Regions from separate parts of the Mus musculus genome. Here region 1 is linked to region 2. The links are chromatin contacts, called in public HiCAR-type maps. All regions are on one chromosome and are shown on one strand. The core of a region is the stretch at or near the end of the contact, and the rest is flanking DNA. Distances in the headings are between cores, read along the strand shown.

Region 1 (2,916 bases), core at 130-2,629, 710 kb before region 2:
TTCTTTTTGCTCCCACTTTTGTTGTGTTCCTGATAGGGATTCCCACCAAACTCCAGTAGAAGTTTCCAAATCCACGATCACTCATATGGCTTTGGTTTATGTCAGAACTCACAATATGAAACAGAAAGACACGAACTGATGAAAGAGATTCAGAAGCAAAAGGTAAAATGGACACAGGTGAGAGAGTAGGAAGTGGGAATTATGTGAATACACTATATATGAAATTGTGAAATGCAAATTTCAGTGAACTAAATTAAGAACTAGAAGAGAGGAATTTGTGTGTATTAAACACAAATGCTAAACATTTGAGGAGCAGGAAGTGGTTCAGTCTCTGATTTATTACTGTACTTGTTCGCATGCACCAGGTTACCACATTTTACCCACAGATAAGAACGGTGACTCTGTTTTAATTACATATCAATGAATAAGGAATAAATCCTCACCTTATTATATTGAAGGTAAAGCATTAAACAGACAATTAGACTAACATAGGACAGGTAAGTAGCACATCAGGCTAGTGAGGCTGAAGGAATTGGTAATTGTAGAAACAAGTCAATGTTGAAGTTAGGGTCCAGGAACTTGGGCTAGGTAGGGGTAAGACTTAAAGAGAAGCCTACTAATGGTAAGTAGAGGGGTCTATGAACTGGAGAAACTATTGAGTGAAAGAAGAGATAAAATGATCATCAAGTCATCATAAGGTGTAGTATTTGTCTGTTTATGTTAAAGGGATAAAAATCTCAGGTAAGATTTAAACCTAAAGGTAATATAAGAAAGGACAAGTGGTATTGGAAAATAACTCCAAAAGTGGCTCTAAGTTCTGAGATGTAAAAGTTTGGGGTGGCTAATTCAGGTGGTTTACTGATGTTATTTAGAACATTCAGACTAGCTATTAAAAACTCAAGTAGCAACTTAAAAAAATGATTCTTGACTCTCTGCTTCCACTCATCTGTTATGTTACTCATTCAATACCTGAGGGGACAACAGAGGCACTATTTATTATGGGTCTCATCATTTCTCAGAGCACTTCTGAGTTTATTTGATAATATTTAATGTTTGAAGTGAAGCTTACATTGCAATGTGTCACAAGTTTAAGCTGAAGAGAGCTCGTGGCATTTAGGGAAATATAGACTTCAACGGGAATCTCACAGTTTCAAGTAACAATGTAAATGGTGCAGCCAAATAAGGAAGGGATAAAAAGAACTCAGTGTCACCTCTGGCTGTTTGGTGGTGGAGGTTGTGTGAGGGTTTGATTTGTCTGGAAGAAAGAAGAGAGGATGCTGTTACAAAGTACTTCTCAGGCATTCTAGAGAGCACTAAAGAATTCAGACACTAAAGACATAGCTGGAACCTGGAGCCTGAGAAACTGCTCACTGTAACACTCTAGAATGAGTTGTATTGAGCAGTTTCAGCTTACCATGTCTCACTGAATGAGCCCGAGGAAATGAGTAATCTCTCAAATATGCTTTCATTATCCTTAAAATGAAGAAAGTAACCTTTTTTTTGACTGGCATTGTGAATTTCCAATGGATAGAAGGTACACAGTCCAGTGCCTGGCACAAAGTAATGGTTTACTGTATTTAACTGCTACAAGCAATGATAGAAAGGGCTGCATCTGAATGAGGTGGAGTGCCCACAGCCAGCGAGTGTTCTTTTTGCTTCTTATGAAGTCTGTTGGGATTCTTTGGGCTCTAAAAATAAAATTAAACAGTCTTTAAATTTTAAGTGGATATAGTAATTATTTGTAGATCAGTTTTCAAGCTTTAACTTTTAGCTGCAAAATCATTTTAAGCTCTGATCTTTCAATTATTCATTTCTACTATATTTTAATAAAAGGAATGTAAATACATAATGAGTATGACCAAATTGCAGGTCCAATGTTTTGTACCAATTAGGTTCTAAAATATTAAAGATGGGTGTATTAAGCAGGCTTTTTAAAGGTTGCAAGAGAGGTTCAACTTCCTCAATTCCTTATTTCTATCCAAGTCTCATTTCCTGTCAGTTACCCATTTGAGCCTTTCTGTGTATTTCAGAACATGAGAGCTAGCTCACAACCATGGAATCATGAATGTTGCATAGGAAATGAGGAACAGTTCTTAGCCTTCAATGAAAACGAGATGTGCCATGAGAACACAATCCTGTCATTCCCTGTGAGTTGTGCCAGTCAGTGACAGTGCTGAGCTATCCTGGCCACTATTTTGATGACCATTGCCATTTACATAGACAGCCAACCTTCAAGTCTCTGTCTCCAGCTATGACTTTGTCTTCTACTTCACATAAACTTGCCCAGTTCTTCATGGGATTGTCTATTACAATACCATAGGAAGCTTGATTAGCAAGTCCCCCCTCCAACCTTTATTATTTCATATAGTCTGTTCTATTTCTAGTACAGAAATAAATGGCATGACTTAAGCTAGTACTCTCGAAGTCATACTTGTTAGTGCAGCTTTAGTGGCTTTGATGGGGAAAAAACTTGTTTATGTGCAATTAGAGCTTGGCCAAATGATTCAACCATTCAAGGTATCATTTTCCTCATTTGTTATGTAGGGTCATGCTAATCCTGGGCTCACAGATTTGGTATGATAAATAGTTTTAAGTGCTTAGAAAATTACTTGTTACATAGGAAAAAACTATATAAATAAAAGAATTGTACACAGCATTCCAAGAAAGCTATTACTTTTATACCTTCCTCTATAAGTCTACTGGCATCCCTTAAATGCTGATTCAACCTCCAGAATATAGTAGATATTTTTATTTTCATCCTGGCTCAACCCTTGTTCCTTCCTGTCTCCAGTCTCTACGGCAACCAGAATGACATTTACTGAATTCAGATTGGTCATATTAGCTCCTGATCACAAGCCTTCATTGTGTTGGCCAAGCTAATTTGGTTTTCCATGGTCTGGCTCCTGTCTGCATCTC
Region 2 (2,749 bases), core at 190-2,689:
TCTCAAAGAATTAATAAAATATACATTTTTTAAAAGAACAATAAAACAGTCTTTATTTATAACTATGATGGTATCATAGGGACTACTTTCAGGGATTTATGCCTTAGAGGAAAGGTCTTGGGCCCAAATTCCAAATGACAAGGGGAAATGGGAACTTATAACCAATGGTCAACAAAGCAGGGGGTGAATACATGGACAATCACAAAGAGGCCTCAGAGGCAGGGGTGAAGTTTCTGAATTAGGGTCATGCTTCATAAAGTCAGACTACATGGTCACAGCACGGTTAGAATTTAGGCAAGAAGGGAATCTTGGTTTGGAGGTTGTCTGTATGCTTATCTGTCTGCTTGTATATATATCATGAGAGTATACTCATTACTTTTATATGAGTAAAAATTAAGGAAATAAAATTTAAATCCATAGAGAAGATTATTTATTAAGGTAACAATGTGACAGTAGAGGTTATAGGAGGTCTGCTATGAAGCCAACAAATTGACATAAATAGTAATATGCTATGATGTCATTACACTTCAAAATGTCATTGTGGCATTTGTTGTTTTTTATTATTTTCAGATAGTGGCTTATTGAATACTCATTATGTGTCACTGTGGAATTCTAATAAAGATAGAGAAATAAAGACCAGTGTCTGTTGGTTGATAAGCTTCCTGCAGTAGGACCTTCCTAAGTGGGTGACAGTATGCAGTAAGCTTTTTAGAGATGATACAGTGGTGTGTGTGTGTGTGTGTAAGAGAGAGAGAGAGAGAGAGAGAGAGAGAGAGAGAGAGAGAGAGAGAGAGAGAGAGAGAGTAACTTTCCAAGGATCACAAACTTCATCTTTAAAGATGAAGAGAATAAAGGATAGAGGCATTTTCTCAGCTGGATCAGACTCTCTCATACCATATAGCCTTGAGCAACTCACTTTTTTAGTAGAGCAACACCATTCCATTCATATTAAATGAGATATTGCATCAATGGCTTAGCAGTGTATCTTGAATGCCACAGAGAAGTACCACAGAGGAAACAAGTATCCTCTATTTTTATACAATTCTTCCCTTCACAACAGGCCTAATTATTAGTTTTTTTCCAGATATTGAAACTAGCGTTTGGATCATTTTCAGAGTGCTTTCCTGGTCAGCAGAAACTGCCTTTTACATTATCCTCCCACCTGTAATTGCTTCTCTTACTTTACAAAATAGGTTGGCATTACTATGCCCATTCTACTGTTGAAAAAACTGAAGCTCAGGGTACTACTGAAATCACTTTGGTTCCAACAGGCCTAGTGAGAGTGACTAAGCCAGGAGTGAAAAACTGTTGTGTAAATTCCAAGTCCAGCAATGCTATGTAGGCCACACTGGCAGCAAACAACTAGTACAACACCCCTGTATGAATGGCCTCATTGTCCAGCAAGACTGGCAGCAAATCCAACATAGCCTCTTCTACTTTGTCATCAGCACCAATGCCCAGATCCTTGACCATGTGGGTCACTGGTGAACACCTACTGAATGGAGCCCACACATGAACATTAGCAAACCCCAGCTGCTTTCTCTCAGCTCCATACCCCTCTGAGCCAGTAACAAGGCATTCTCAGCCACCTGGAGGTGGTATGTTCACAGACACAAAAGCATAACTAAAGTGATAAAATAGTCCAAAGTTTGCTAAGTGTTTTCTAACTTGAAGAATTTCCCAAGATCATTAAGAGGAACAATAAAGATGGGGGTGATACTCTAATTGGGATCAGAAACTGGAGAGCTTTGGTGCCATCTAGGGAACTGTGAAGTTCTGGAAACAAGTGTGTGCTTTTCTTTTCTCCCTCTCCTCTCTGTCTTTATGAGCCTTTCAGCTACAGTTCCAATGCTCCTTAGCAACAAAGGCGAGCTTCCCAGAGCTGGGTGACTCAGGAATGCCAGCCCTTTCCCTCATTAGCATTGAGGGGCCTCATCTGCCTGCGCAGTTGGCCAGAAACCATGCAAAAGGCAAAGTGGTTTGGGGAGGGCCCAGCATTTACCACGGCTTGTTGGAAAGTGGGAAGCTGCCTCAAAAGTTTCCAAACAAAAGGCATCAATATTATTTGTGGAGCCATCAGGCTGCCTGGGACACAATATGGCTCTGGCTTGGCCACATGCTCCCGCCCCAGGTTCTGAGCAAAGACTCCAGGCCTTCCCACATCACATCTTGGCCTTGGATCTTTACACAGTGCATTGTTTCCCTCTCCCCCTTCTGTTTTGTTGCTCTTCAGACTCAGTTTTTCCAAAATGGACAATGGGTAGACTCCAACTGGTAGTGGGGTTGCCCAGAAGAGGGCAATTGACAAAGGGTAAGTGGTCAGATGGTAGGACAATCACTAGCAGATGGTGCTTCTGAGGATAGAGTCCAGGAAAATTCATAGGCAGATTGAGCTCTGACAAAGGCCAAGGGAGATTTATCTTGTAAAGAGCAATTGGCACTTGGTACCAATCCCTAAAGCCCACACACTACTATCCCACACAGTTTTCTGTTCTTGCAAAGGGAGATTTAGACTGAGAATCTGTCTCATCAGAATTCCAAAGTTCTGGTTAGTTAGCCAATCCCCAGAAGATTATAACTGAAGCTCATTTTCTGCTTTCAAGGAGCCAGCTCTAAGCAGAGATTCCTTGGGCTTCCTTGGGCTTGGACACCTTCTGAGATGTGACTCTTCACTATGTGTTCTCTCAGACAAGTCCAATTTGTTCTTCCAAAATCCATCTCTCTTTTCCCTGTGGACATTGAGAATGTA

Evidence for each region. HiCAR-type assays count read pairs that join an accessible place to other places.
Region 1: a HiCAR-type map of astrocytes shows a contact between it and region 2, with 5 times the contacts expected there. The contact joins two enhancer-like sites. A contact is called at or near these places in 2 of 484 Hi-C or Micro-C datasets (cortical neurons and stem cell-derived neural stem cells) and 2 of 115 datasets of contacts at active chromatin or transcription factors (astrocytes and stem cell-derived neural progenitor cells).

Annotation. Positions count from the first base shown.
Region 1 is chr4:97,431,399-97,434,314 of GRCm38.p6, reverse strand. No RefSeq gene overlaps it. Among named protein-coding and RNA genes, the nearest start is that of Gm40207, 16 kb to the right of the region's middle. Within about 2 kb of position 1,379, at least 12 of the 459 cell types and tissues checked have an H3K27ac peak or open chromatin away from gene starts, as enhancers often do. A contact at or near this core is called in astrocytes, where this site is marked.
Region 2 is chr4:96,718,456-96,721,204 of GRCm38.p6, reverse strand. No RefSeq gene overlaps it. Among named protein-coding and RNA genes, the nearest start is that of Cyp2j5, 56 kb to the right of the region's middle. Within about 2 kb of position 1,439, at least 60 of the 459 cell types and tissues checked have an H3K27ac peak or open chromatin away from gene starts, as enhancers often do. A contact at or near this core is called in astrocytes, where this site is marked.